5 separate regions of the Mus musculus genome follow, and all the other regions are linked to region 1. Evidence: chromatin contacts called from public Hi-C data. All regions are on one chromosome and are shown on one strand. The core of a region is the stretch at or near the end of the contact, and the rest is flanking DNA. Distances in the headings are between cores, read along the strand shown.

What was found. Hi-C and Micro-C count contacts between places; a contact is called where the count stands out from the background.
Region 2: a Hi-C map of uterus shows a contact between it and region 1, with 3 times the contacts expected there. The contact joins two enhancer-like sites. A contact is called at or near these places in 2 of 484 Hi-C or Micro-C datasets (cranial neural crest and uterus), 1 of 115 datasets of contacts at active chromatin or transcription factors (astrocytes) and 2 of 9 other capture datasets (embryonic tail and embryonic trunk).
Region 3: a Hi-C map of cerebellum shows a contact between it and region 1, with 3 times the contacts expected there. The contact joins two enhancer-like sites. A contact is called at or near these places in 10 of 484 Hi-C or Micro-C datasets (the N1E-115 cell line, adipose-derived mesenchymal stem cells, cerebellar granule neurons and 4 more), 2 of 115 datasets of contacts at active chromatin or transcription factors (astrocytes and differentiating embryonic stem cells) and 3 of 9 other capture datasets (embryonic stem cells, embryonic tail and embryonic trunk).
Region 4: a contact with region 1 is called in a Hi-C map of cerebellum, with 2.4 times the contacts expected there. The contact joins two enhancer-like sites. A contact is called at or near these places in 3 of 484 Hi-C or Micro-C datasets (cerebellar granule neurons, cerebellum and uterus), 1 of 115 datasets of contacts at active chromatin or transcription factors (astrocytes) and 1 of 9 other capture datasets (embryonic stem cells).
Region 5: a Hi-C map of uterus shows a contact between it and region 1, with 4 times the contacts expected there. The contact joins two enhancer-like sites. A contact is called at or near these places in 1 of 484 Hi-C or Micro-C datasets (uterus), 1 of 115 datasets of contacts at active chromatin or transcription factors (embryonic stem cells) and 3 of 9 other capture datasets (embryonic stem cells, embryonic tail and embryonic trunk).

Annotation. Positions count from the first base shown.
Region 1 is chr11:17,459,281-17,461,894 of GRCm38.p6, forward strand. No RefSeq gene overlaps it. Among named protein-coding and RNA genes, the nearest start is that of Gm31268, 140 kb to the left of the region's middle. Within about 2 kb of position 1,296, at least 50 of the 459 cell types and tissues checked have an H3K27ac peak or open chromatin away from gene starts, as enhancers often do. A contact at or near this core is called in cerebellum and uterus, where this site is marked.
Region 2 is chr11:19,422,842-19,425,455 of GRCm38.p6, forward strand. No RefSeq gene overlaps it. Among named protein-coding and RNA genes, the nearest start is that of Gm39601, 190 kb to the right of the region's middle. Within about 2 kb of position 1,315, at least 41 of the 459 cell types and tissues checked have an H3K27ac peak or open chromatin away from gene starts, as enhancers often do. A contact at or near this core is called in uterus, where this site is marked.
Region 3 is chr11:18,753,730-18,756,343 of GRCm38.p6, forward strand. The region is part of intron 1 of Gm31674 (a long non-coding RNA gene); the gene reads left to right. It overlaps Gm28401 (a long non-coding RNA gene), which reads right to left. Exons shown (of 2, transcript XR_872259.2): 2 at 1,768-2,614. Among named protein-coding and RNA genes, the nearest start is that of Gm31674, 7.0 kb to the left of the region's middle. Within about 2 kb of position 1,287, at least 22 of the 459 cell types and tissues checked have an H3K27ac peak or open chromatin away from gene starts, as enhancers often do. A contact at or near this core is called in cerebellum, where this site is marked.
Region 4 is chr11:18,579,957-18,582,570 of GRCm38.p6, forward strand. No RefSeq gene overlaps it. Among named protein-coding and RNA genes, the nearest start is that of Gm12022, 88 kb to the left of the region's middle. Within about 2 kb of position 1,290, at least 25 of the 459 cell types and tissues checked have an H3K27ac peak or open chromatin away from gene starts, as enhancers often do. A contact at or near this core is called in cerebellum and uterus, where this site is marked.
Region 5 is chr11:18,533,762-18,536,375 of GRCm38.p6, forward strand. No RefSeq gene overlaps it. Among named protein-coding and RNA genes, the nearest start is that of Gm12022, 42 kb to the left of the region's middle. Within about 2 kb of position 1,285, at least 9 of the 459 cell types and tissues checked have an H3K27ac peak or open chromatin away from gene starts, as enhancers often do. A contact at or near this core is called in uterus, where this site is marked.

The DNA.
Region 1 (2,614 bases), core at 46-2,545:
CAGCACACACAGACTGCAAGTTTGCTCATGTTTTGATAAGACTTTAAATAGAGATGTTTGCATTAAAACTTTTTAAAAAATCCTTTTAGCTTTCAGAAATTCAGTTTGTGGGTGGAAAGGGCATGTTTAAGGCAAGAGAATGTGAGTGAGCTGTGGCTGTGGCTGTGGCTGTGGCTGTGGCTCAGTGGTTGAACACTTTCCTGACTCGGGGTTATAACCCCAGCACCAGAAAAAAGGAATCAACTAAACTAGCACAAATCAAAGATCCCACAGGCTTTAGCTCTGATATGATACTATACCCTAATTATCTAGGCCAACACTTATAGAAATAGATGATGAATAAGTAATTTTATTTTTTGGTAGTCATATTAAAAACATGGGGGAAAAAACTACAGGTGAAATTGATTTAATTATTTTTAAATTTAATCCAATTATTACAAATATCTTCTAAGTATGTAATAGGTATAAAAAAAGCTAATTTGCACCCTTCACAGCACAATCCTCCCCTTAAACTCTTTGCTTTTGTATCCATCGATCCAGCATTATTTAAGCACAGCCACAAGTAGCTTGTGGTTACTAGATTACAGGGGAGGTGGAGATGACATCGGTTATACCTCATTGCACACCTTCCTAGTAAACAGATGCCTCAAGAGAGGATTTTTCATTATGATCATTGTCTGAAGAGTAGAGCTTGTAGGCGTAGACTGTTTAAATAGGAGGTGAAATGTCTCTTTAGACAGGCCATGGATTCCAAATTTTCTGGAAGTTACTGGTTTCCAAGCAGGTAGATGCAAGGCATCTAGTTTTTTACCTGTAGAGGGAGCTCTCTCCCCTCTGCTCTCTCTTTAATTTCAATCCCAACCTTGGTTCTTAGAACCCTGCAGTTCTGAGTTCTTTCACCTGGCTTGGTGGAGAGTTTGTGTTTGGCTCCAAACCAGCAGTACTTTCACAATCTGCACACGTTAAAGGCAGCTAAAATGCTAGGACACCAGCCGGGTGGCGGCTTGAATCTGTGATTCCCAGGCAGTCCAGGGAAATGATAAACAAAAGTCTTTTGTGCAATATTAATAAGCTTTAAGCACTCCCCAGTGAGCCTCTTGTCATCCAAGTAAGTCATGTGTATCAAAAGCCCTTATACGTGGAAGTTTGTTTTCATATCTGGCCCACGATGAATGGGAGCCCCCTTTGCCATGTTGTAAAACAAACATTTGTTTATTTTCTGAGCAGAGCTGGCAGTACGACTCAGAAACTGGAGCTGAATGGAGAGCCCCTTTCCAAGGAGGCGCCTTTGAAAACCCTCTGCCGCAGCTTTCCAACTGTCAACTGATCCTGAACTGGGTTTACATTAAGACAATAACAGTGTTTCCTAAATAAATAAGTTAGAGACACCCGTGGGCCTTAATCAAACCCATAAATGGCTTGTAGGGTGGGCCAAAAGGTTTTTTTTTTTTTTTTTTTTTTTTTGCTGTGCAGAGAAATAACGTCTAGTTCATCTTACCATGTATGGGAAGCTTGTGTTTTTGAGACAGAAGGGTTTCTTTATGGTAATTATACTGTTTTTTTTTTTTTTTTTTTTTTTTTTAAACCAACAACAAAAACAAAAACCGCCTGATAGAGCTTTCTCTGGACCTCTGGGACAAAAGAATGTGACACTTTTCTTGGGTGAATGCCACGGTGCCAAGCAGGCATTTTCTAAAGAAGAGAGGTGTGGTCACCCTCCCAGTCGATAATGTAACCCCCTCCTGGCACGTAAAGAAAATAAATGAAAGCTGTAAGATGAACCATCTGCTACTGCGATCTGGCTTCTTTCTTCGTTGACTTGGGGCTTCCGGGAATTCCTTTCACTCCAACAAGTTTCAAGCACAATGGCCTTAGAGGCAGAGGGTGGAAACCAGGAAGCACCACTGAGCGCCGGGAGCTTGGGTTTCTGCGGGTTTTCCCGGAAGGCGGGAATTTCAGCCTCTTACTGGAAGCTGCGTTTCTCCCGTAAAAGACACATTCTAGGGAAAGACTGAAAGCTGAAGAGCTGAAACAACAGTTGCATGTAAATGAAAACAAAAAATTAAATACTACTGCGCATCGTAGGAAGTCTGTAGAGATTCTTTCATACAGGTATCCTCAGCTGTACGGAATCATCATTTGCAACTTTCAGAAACAAAAGCTTGACTATAATATATGTATAATATGACTTTGGTTATAGCACATGCATAATTTTATAACTTACTTTTGGAAGGCTTGGATTTTTTTCATGTGCATTTCCTCAGACTACCATCTAATATTTATAATAATCATTTTTCATTATTATAACTATGTATAATATACAACTAATATTATTACAATGTTATAATAACATAACCAATATTATAACATTGTTTCCACGGATGTACAACTTTCCAAGTAGATGTACTATAATTCACATGTCTGCCTTTTTCTTTCAGGCAACATGGGATGCTTATGATTGCTTTCACAGCACAATTTCTTTCTTGGAGAAATATTAATTGGGATAACCACAAAGTTATTAATACTTAGGGATTTTTAACACACAATATCATATGGTTTCCCAGAAGGACTTGAAAACAAACTGCTTTTCTAACTGCAACCACTCACTACAGTG
Region 2 (2,614 bases), core at 65-2,564, 2.0 Mb after region 1:
CCATGGAGGGATGTTCTTTACTGGCTTGCTTCCCCTGGCTTGCTCAGCCTGCTCTCTTATAGAACCAAGACTACCAGCCCAGAGATGGCACCACCCACAAGGGGCCTTTCCCCCTTGATCACTAATTGAGAAAATGCCTTACAGTTGGATCTCATGGAGGTATTTCCCCAACTGAAGCTCCTTTCTCTGTGATAACTCCAGCCTGTGTCAAGTTGACACAAAAGTAGCCAGTACAGAGGGGTAACAACAGTCCATTAGTAACAGTAGTAAACATGGCCTCTCTTCTGCACCAGGCTTTACTTTCACAGGGCAACAAAAATCCCTGTAGGAAACCTGACCTTATTCCACTGTATAATAGAAGAAGTAGAGAATCAGAGAGATGAATTAACTTGTCCAACGACACAGTTAGGCCCATTCTGTTGCTTCAGACCCAAGTCATATTTCCCTCTTTCATTTTCTTTGGCTCTGTAGGTCAGCTGCTGCAGGCTTTTGCCCAAATATTCAACCCTAAATGTTCTGTAATTCACAGCCAGAAAAGATTTTGACACTTTTGTGATGTGAATGCTGAGAGTCAACCACATTTCCTAACCACTGTGTTACTTGAGTGATAAACAAGGAAGTAAGCAGACAATAAAGGAGGGGAGGAGAAGCAGCAGCAGAAAGAAGAGGACCAGGGAGAGGAGGAGAAGCAGAAGGAGATAGTGGTGCTGGTATTCATTCACTTATATTTAGAGAGTGCCCACCACAAGCTGGTCACTTTTCAAGACACTGAGAATAGGGGTGAAATGGGGTTTTCTGACCCTCACAGAATATCTCATCCTGCTAGCTGCTATCCTTGGCTGTCCCTAATTGCACCACAAAAAAAGCCATTTCCGCCTCTGCAAAGGGCATTCAGACCCCATAGACCCGAGGAGAGAGGCAGGTCACCTTGTAATCGGTTCATACAAAAAGATGTGCAGAGACTGGGTTTTATAGGACTTAGAAAATTATCCCCCAGCGGCTGTCTGAGAGAACTCTCTCAGCCGTCTCCCCCATTGGTGAGAGGGATGAGCAGGGAAGTGAAGAAAACAGATGGCAAACTCCAGAATGCCATGGCTGAAAGACACATGCTCCGAAGGTGGGCGGCTCTGCCAGACCTCAGCTTAATATGGACCACGTGTGGAATCCAAGGGCTGCGTTGAGATGGTACGTTTGCATCCAGTCACCACAAATGGTTATTTCCTTTTAAAGGGCTTTTGCAATGCTGCCCGCTCCTCCTCCCGGGGCAGACTCCTTGCTGCCAAGCCTATTTTTATGGTTTGTCTCCAAAACAAGTGCAAAATAGTGTTGGCTTTAGTGGAATCCTCCCTCTGGCCTCCGAACGCCATCTGCAAGCTGAGGGGAACAGTAAACAGAACAGGTTAAGTCACTCATTACTAATATTTTCCTTAAGCTCTGAAACTTTTTAAACAAACAACAACAACAATTGTCTCATAATAACCTTCCAGAGGTTAACCGCCAGCAGGTGGTCCGGCTCAGCTGACATGCAACCCAGACAGCTGTTTGATTATAAACTGTGGGTTCTTATGGCGATCTGGGGAAAACTTCTTGCCGAAAAGGGGTCTTCTCTTAAAAATCCCTAATGAAACAACACATAAATGTCAAAATGACAAAAATAAGGAAGTGTGTCATAGACTAAGCATTTTAATGTCCTTCCTGGCTTCCTCCAGAGTGTACTCTGGACCTAGCCACATTTAATGGAACGGATTCCGAAAGAGGCGGTACACAGCATGAATTTTTATGACCCAAATAAAACTTGAAGAGAAGTCACTTTCTCTGCCGCAGTCAGTGTCCACAGCAGATGTGTGGGAGGCTCAGGTTTCAAATCAGCCACCCAAGCCAACATTTTACCTGGACCCTGAGGCATACAGAGTAAATGCCCGGATGTAAAGAAACCCAGAGATATGTAGCATTATCCTGTCTGTCCCCGAGCCATTAAAACATGGCGTGGATTCCCCCTGGGATGCCTTTGCAGAACTAGTGAAAATTCTGAGAGTTGATAAAATAAGTGGAGAATGGGGGATGAAAAGTCTCTAATCAAAACCTTACATTAACACCACATAGCCCCACAGAGTGATGGCTGCGGCTGTGTTCTTCCCTGAATGCTGAAGTTAGACAAAAGAAAATCACTCCCTAAGTCAGTATTTACTTACTGGTGTATTATATCACCATCAAGAACATTTCAGAAAGTTCATAAAACAAAATAAAAAAAAATTGAACCTTTTTATATGGAAATCAAATGCTAACATACAAAAGGCATGGGACTCCCAAGTAAAAAGTTACAATGGCAGTCCCCTGTGTTTGAAATAGTATTAAGGAATAAAAATTTAAAGGCAAAAGAGAATTTCACATATCCTAGTTTAGTTATGGTAACTTAGTATGGAAGTGAGATTGCAGAATACGAAAAAGACAGTTTGGGGGCTGGTCCATGTTTGATGGGATCTTCGGATCCATCCATACAGGCAAGAATTAGCATCCCAGGCAAACCCCAAAGACAGGATGGGCAGAGAAGAAAAAGAAAGCCTCCACACTCCTGTTGGTGTCACAGAAAAACCAGAGCTGAGCAGCAAAGTAA
Region 3 (2,614 bases), core at 37-2,536, 1.3 Mb after region 1:
ACAAATACTTACTGCAAAATGAAGTCCAGAAGAAAAGGAGAAAAGGGAATGGGGCGGATGTTGAATATTGGCTTCTTAGAGGATAGTAATCAGTTGTTTATTGGTCTCTACGAGACAAGTAATGACCAACCGCAGTGTTAAGTGCCAGCCACACCGCCTTGGGCTCTTCTCTTCCTACATCAGCCATTATCTGATTAGAGAACCTTGGAGGAAGTCGTTGCTATTGCATAACTTTATGGGTCTTAACAGCGCAGGCTGGCTGGCAGAAAAACTACCTGGGAGGGTTGATAAAGCAACGGTGATTTTATTTACTCCACTTACACCTTGCTCTCAGCCCTGGCGGCTGCAGAAGAAATCTCAAATTGATCCGAATAGGAACTGTGAGGGGCATGGGCAGAGAGAGGGAATGTGATCTGTTCCTTCAAGCTTTATGGGGGTTGCACAGCTTGAAGTGATGACACTGGGAAGCAGCTCAACACTTTCGTAGGGGGTATGTATTTAAAGCAAGCAGAGCGGATTGGAGCAGTGCTAATCATATATGCAATAATACAATGACAGGAATAAAATGTGCTTCTGATCTTTAGTAAGAACGGAGGCTCCTAAAGGTACTGACTGTGTGGTTAACTGTGCTGAATGTCTCTGATTAACAAGTGGAGGCAGTGACATAATTAAGAGGTTATCTGGGCTAATAAAAATGCCCAAACCTACCCTGGAATGTGATCCTTTCACGATACAATTTTTTAAGAATGTCACATGCCCTTGCTTTCTGTTGAGACCTACCCTTAGTGATCCCAGGAGGGAAAATAAACATACGTTTTTAAATGAAGATATTTAAAATGTACCCCATATTTCAGCATGTTGCTATAACCCAGTCTTTTTTATGCTCCTCCTATAAAACCTAAATTAAGCCTCTTAGGAGTGATTTTGCTGCAGGTTCCCTTGAAAAACACAATACATTTTAAATACTTGGACCTGAGCGCACAGTAACATGTAATCACCACCGAATAGTCTCCTTTCCCTCTGTCAAATAGCAGCTTTCTTAAGACGAATTCCTCAAAAGGCAGCTTCATTGGAAATGTAAACTTTCCGCAAATATCAATTGTTCGTGTAGCATGTGGATGAAGTGACTGGCTGAGGCTCCTCCCCCGCCCCCTTCCATTTTAAAACACCCATCAGTGTCAAAGGCAACTGCACATGTCCCTTTTGCTCCTCTAGATAAAGCTGAGAAATGTTAAGAAAAAAAAATGTCAGAAAGCACTCAGTGGATTACAGGCTGGTTTCTGCTGCTTGCCCAGAGAGGATGGCAGGGCAGCCGGGACAGAGGGATCCTGAAAGCTATGCTTTTGTGAGGTGCTCGCTCTGCACACTGTGAAAGATTTGGTGCTATATTTGACAGTTTACTACCTCCTGTTGTTTGTTTTAAATGTAGTCATTCTTTAATATCTCTTCCATGTGCATCTGTTAGATTAAACAATAATGTATTCTTCTACTCTGGCATGTTTCTTTACCCATGTGCTGTGTAGAAATGCATTTCGGTCTCTCCCAAGCACTTTCTGTTTCTTTCTAAAATCCTTGAGACATTCATTCCAAGAGAAAGCAGAGAAAATGCAGAGCTCACACACACTGAAATTCACCAAACTGATCAGTCCTTCGCCCCTTAAATAAACTGTGTGTATAGCTCTGGGGCTTTCCAGACAGTTCATTTATATTGTTAAAAGACATTTACATTCATTTTGTGTATTAAAGAAATAAATAACTGGCTAAGGCTTACAATTTGTTTCGTTCTATTTTTCTGAAGAATATTTAACAATCACAAAACAGAAAATAACAGGAAGATATTTGTCATATTCCAACTGTGCTTAAAACTTAATTGCTTAAACAGAAAATATATTACAAATTCAGTTCTAGATACCACCCTAGAAATAGCAAGGTTCATTCTACAGAAACAAGGTAAAAACTCTACTGATTTTAAATATAAACTTTTCCAAAACAGGTTACAAATGAATTTAGACAAATTTGGCTCTTAACCTTTAAAGATTTCCTGCCCATTTCTGTGTGTCTTTTATTACATTAATTTTTTATTTAAATTACACCATTATCTGGATATGAATTTATCAAGAATACATGTATTGATTTATAAAATAGTACCATTAATTATTATAATAGCTAGATGTGGCTGATATTACAAAGCCATTTAAAGGTTTTTAATATAACTTGGACATACATAGATAGATAGGCACTATGGACAAGACCACAATTTAAACTGGCTACCAGCAGTTAATGAAAGCTTAGATTTATATTCTAGTTTAGAGATTGATCATACTGTTGCTTTGTAAAACTATTTACATCATGCCATTTTTCAAAGAATGTCTCAATAAAAAAGCTAAATAAAACATTCAGTCAATTCCCAAAGCAGATTTTGTTTTCTATATCTTAAGTGCTTAGTGAAAATAATTGATAGTGTGTGTTCCATGCTTTGTCATTTCCATTCCAGGGTGACTTTCCTGGGGTGGGGACCTCGTTTGCATGTGCACACTTTCACACACTTTTGATCCTTGCTAAAGCAAGCTCCTTGTCTTCATTTCAGCATCCACTCCCCAACACATCCAGGTAT
Region 4 (2,614 bases), core at 40-2,539, 1.1 Mb after region 1:
AGTCTTGAGCCAGTCATATTCAACAAGATAAGGACAATTTCTTAGTTGGCTCAGACAACTGTGACACAGCAGAAACATAGGAAACTTCATAAGGAGTGGAAGGAAGAGACAGGAAAAGTCACTCTCCTCTTCTCACACTTTCCATACCGTTCTATGCCTATATTGCCTTCATATCACAAATCAGCAAAGGACCTTTGATCACAAAGGTCTGAGAAGTAATGGGACAGAAAGCCTCTTAAGGAGTAGGATCATTACCAGATGTGACAAGAACCCAGTTATGGCCTCAATCCTCTCGTCTCTATGAGGCCACAGAGGACCTGTGGGAGAAAGTGTTTTAATTATTTGACAAGAGCTGTCTGAAAGAGTAGTTTCTAAAACAAGTGTGAAAAACATACTTAAGGAGCAAGATGCTGTGCAATCTTTAAAAATGAATTATCTCCTAAACAGTCTGGTGGTAGATGAACATAATTGTTCCCCAGTGATTCATAGAACCAGAGTGGTTTGCAGACTCTAAGCCCCCACTGCTTGGATTCACTCCTGCCTCTAGCACTCACTTACAAAGATGTTGGGGGTAGGCAACTCTGTTCACATCATGTTCTTCACCTATAAGGAAAATATATTCCTCATAGGGTTAAAGTTTGGAAATATAAATTATTAGAAAGCATTGCACATGCTGAACACTCATTAAAAACTTTAATTCAATGTAACATTCTGCCTTGATGTAAAATCCCCAGGCCAGAAACCGAAGATGGCAATAATTTCTTCCTTAAAGTTTTATTATTCATAAATAACTGTAAGAACCAGACTCTAGAATTTCTTCAAGCGTCTTCCTACCAAACTACCCGAGGTTCTCCAGAAACACATTCTGCTTCTGAGAAACAAGGCCTGGGTATTGGGATGGAGCATGCTGTTGCTTTATACCATAGTGTGCTTGTGTTAATGACTATTTTTATTAGCCTGGCATTGGTGACAATCAAAGAATTAAAGGAGCAAAGAGCTAGTAGCTCCTAGCCCAACGGGCACCACAGATGCTGTACACAAACCAATATAAAAGGCACAAACTTTATACTCTGTTCTTTTCTCTCAGGCTTTCTCTATATGCTGAGCTATCCCCAGACAAAGGAGAGAACTGCTCTGTGGAAAATGATGGTCTCCACAGTGCTTCCGACAGAATGCATTCATTTTCCTGGAATGGAGTGCCAACTAGGCCCAGCCACCTTCTGCTCCTAGAGAATGATTGCCTCAGCCCAGTTCTTAAGAGACCAGCAGTGAGTCCATGTTCAGTGGGGCCTGGGCTGAGCTCTTGCAGCCTTCCCCCAGCCCTGGAAACCTTGGCAGGCATCAGTTCTGAGCCTGCATGTCCCCACCGATGTGGAAATTGTCATGTGTTACGATGCTTTAAGGGTATTGTTGAAGCTTTCATCGAAGTATAGCAGGCTCCCACCTCATGCTAAGTAAAGCAGCTGGTAAATGTTGCGCTGTGGCTGCAGATGGATTGGTGGTGGCAGGCCCAGAGCTCACCACCTCTACTTAAACAGGTGTTTGACTCTGTATTTTCCAGGTGGCCAGAAGGAGCCTGATTATTCAGCGAGAGTAGAAGCCATGCGGGATAGGAATAGCTCTCCAGCATTGGCAAGAGGGAGCAGCCAGCCACTTGGCTTTAATCCATCTGTTCACAAGACATGATCTTAAAGCCAGAACTTTTCCACTGGAGACTTCCTACTTTGAATTTTAATGGTCAGGTCAGCAAGGGCATTGTGGCGCCAACTCCCATGCTTTGTCAAGAGCTGCCTTGTTGCCTGGGGAAAGGGGGTTGGCTAACTAAGTTACAAGAGTCAGAGGCCATTGGAGTTTCCAGCCAGGGTATTGCTGCTTCATCAGCCCAGCTGCCAGGTGGAACATGAGAAGATAAAGTTGCCACGGCATGTTATATTTCTCCACGGCCATGGATCTACCTTTAAGAGGGAGATCCTCTGTAGTCACTGGGAAATGACAGGCAGCATCAACAGCTAGCCACAAAATCACAATGCAAAAATAAACAGATGTTCACTGGAAGGCATACAAGCATCTTTTAGCAGCAAAAAGATTCACAAATAAGTTTTCAAGGCAATCAGGGTAAGGGAGATTGGAACCACCTGTCTATTTAAGGGATTCCTGAGATGAGCTCAAACCAGTCTGAGACACTCAGAACATCTTAATTGAAAAACATTAAGAGAAAATAGCACACTGGCAAGAGGAAACATACTTAAGTGTAGAAATAAGCTAACATCAAAAAGTCCCTGGCAAGGATTCTCAAGCAAGAAGAAGCTTGAGAAAGCCAGTTCATTTTCTTCACAGCTCAGGGTCTACAAATCTCAGGGGAACCCCTGAGCATAAAGGAGTACAGGACCTCCACATTCATATACAGAATGGGTGGGTGAGCAAGGGATACACAGCTCTCAAGTCCTTTCCAATGGCTTGGAGTAAGATGAGTAAATCTGTCATGACTTATAAATGGGAGAGAAGAGTGGGGACAGGCCTTCTCATGGGGCCACCTGCCCCAAAACTGGTGCTGTGGGTGCCCCTGCCTTTCCCTGGCTCCTGTGACACAGCAGACTGGAGGGGACAGGAAGAC
Region 5 (2,614 bases), core at 35-2,534, 1.1 Mb after region 1:
ATAATTAGCTATTTTATTCACTACAAAACTTGGAATTGTCAGCAAGAGTTTGGAGCTGAGAAGGTCAGCCTGCAACTTGGTTCTGCTCATGCCCTGCTGTGTCTGAGAGAGCTACATCTCTGGGAGTTGTACAATCACACGGCCACTCAGAGACGGAAGACACCAGCGCTTGGGAGGTGGAAGCTTTCAGTCTGGGGTTCACAGCTTGTCAAAATGGTGACTGGCAACCAGAACAACCTCTCTCTCTCTCTCTCTCCCTCCCTCCCTCCCTTCCCCCTCTCTCAATTTTTCCATCATCAACTCCTCCCTTGACTCTGTGTAAACAGTGATTCCTGAAGTGATAGGCTTTTGAGGTCTATTGCGTTACTACATCGTCAGTGTTGTCATTACGGTGTATTCACACAATACATCATCAGAGGCCTGTCGGATTTGTGATTTATGACTCTAAATGCGTTGTGGTACAGCAAGGCATTGGGGACCTCATTGACTGAATGCTTGTTTATTTTTACATTTAAGGGTTTGAGAGTAAGCTTCAGACCACTTCTCAAAGAAAGGCTTGGTGAAGACCTTGAGACAAGGCTCCATTTCAAAACCCTGGAGGGACCAACAGAACAGTCACACTTAACATACAGAGGTTTATGTTTTCCTAGACCACTTTAAGTGCAGAATCAAACTTTCATACTCCAGTGACCTGGCTTTCTCTATAAGAACCAGGCATTTCATATATTGCCAGCTTTCTATTCAGATTTTGCCTAATAGTTAAGTATATGAGGTCTGGTAGGAAAGGTATATTTTATCAGCTCTCTCTTATTGCCAAAAGCAATAAGAATAGTATAATATTTTATGGTAGTAATAAAGGGGATTATTCAGAAGAATATTGCTTGCAAGGTGGCTAGATGCTACATGACATGGTCTCTTTTCCTGAACATAACACTCTCTCATAATGCCCCCAACAAAGTATTAAGCATGCATTGTGTGGCTAGCATTGAACGCAGTGCCAAGATATACAGCCATTTCTTAGAAAGAAGAATGAAAGATGTAAGTAGAGAGTTGAGACAAGTTAAAAGCAGTGTTGAACCCTCCAATTACAATAACATTATGAGGGGAGTGGATTTAGCAGGAAAGCCTTCTGGGAAAGGTGAATTACAGGGCAACGCTGAGAGAACATTAGAAAGTAGATGACAGCAACATCTAACAGCTCCTCGGCTCTAGGACTGACCTTCTTCCCAGAATGCATTTTCTCTCACTTGATCACCAGGGCAGAGTTTCTTAAGATCCAGAACCACATTAAATCAGGAGTCAGCAAGCTTCGGCCAGTTCAGGCTCTGCCAGTCCTCATTGCGCAGTCCACCTCTACCCTTCAATTTCTTTCTAGCTGGCAGCATTGTCACTTCCATTAATGACAAAATCTGTAATGATCAGAAAGGCAGAGAGTGTCTTTGGCCAAGGGTTCTTTATTTCAGGATCCAAAATCCTGGGGCCAACATCCAAAACTTGGAAGGTCAGAGCTAATGTTGGCTTAAGCATATCTGAACACCGTGACACACTTTTTCTTGCTGCAAAAAAACAATACTAATATAATTAGCCAGGGCTGGCTATTTCAGGCTTAATTCATCCTCATGTCCAGGGAGCCGGAAATGTAACAAGTAAAGAATTTGCTAACATGAGATGCAGAGACTCTGCCAAGAGTTTGCTAATCTGTACGTTTATTTTTTTTGTCTCTATATAAAGGGAGTTTGCAAACTGGTTCAAATTAACCAGGTCAAGTTGTATATTTTATTAACTTCAAAACTTTTTAAAAATTCTTTTCACATTAAAATAAAAGGTCTGTAAAGCTGGGCAGGGTGGTGGGGATGAAGGGAAGTTGTCTGCTCAGTAAAAGTTACGAGGGGACATGTGTCAGCTGCTTAGTTTTCACTTTCTGGCCCTGGCTAGAAACAGCTGCAAAATATCTACTCTAACTCAAGTCTTTTATGACTTCTAGTAACTTCTTTTTCAAAATATCTTTTATTGATTTTTCTAAGGATCTGACCACAGAGTGTTCCATAGAGAAGAAAGAACACATTCAAACACAGTAAGCCACGTTCACAGTCATAGTGATTCCAAAGTTTCAAGATAATTTTGCTGTTAGCTTCAACTTTTTTGATTTGTTTTACAATGCCTTCCAGAAAATCAAAATTACTGTTTTGTCCACATATATTACAGTTTAAATTCACCTCTGTGATTGGAATCTGTCAATCATGTCCTCCTGTCTCCAAGCTACCATATCCTCCCTGGAGTGGATTCAGTTTTTTGGTTATTGTTATTATTGTTGTTATTGTTTTGTTTCCTTTTTAATGAATAAGCCCTTCTTTATACCCATATCTCCTAGCACTTGTATACCCTAACCTTCCAATTTTTACTCTGTTGATCTATTGACTATACATCACCTGTCTAGCTTTGGTCTTCTTGTCCCAATGCTGGTTGAACACTGAACTCTGCTTGCTTCTTTTTGTCCTATCTTCCATGCACCTTGCCTGTATTTCTTTGTCTCCCAGGTCTCATCCTAAACACTGTCTCCTTTGAGATACCTGAATCATCATCTCAGTACAGAGACTATCCACTTACCAGATGT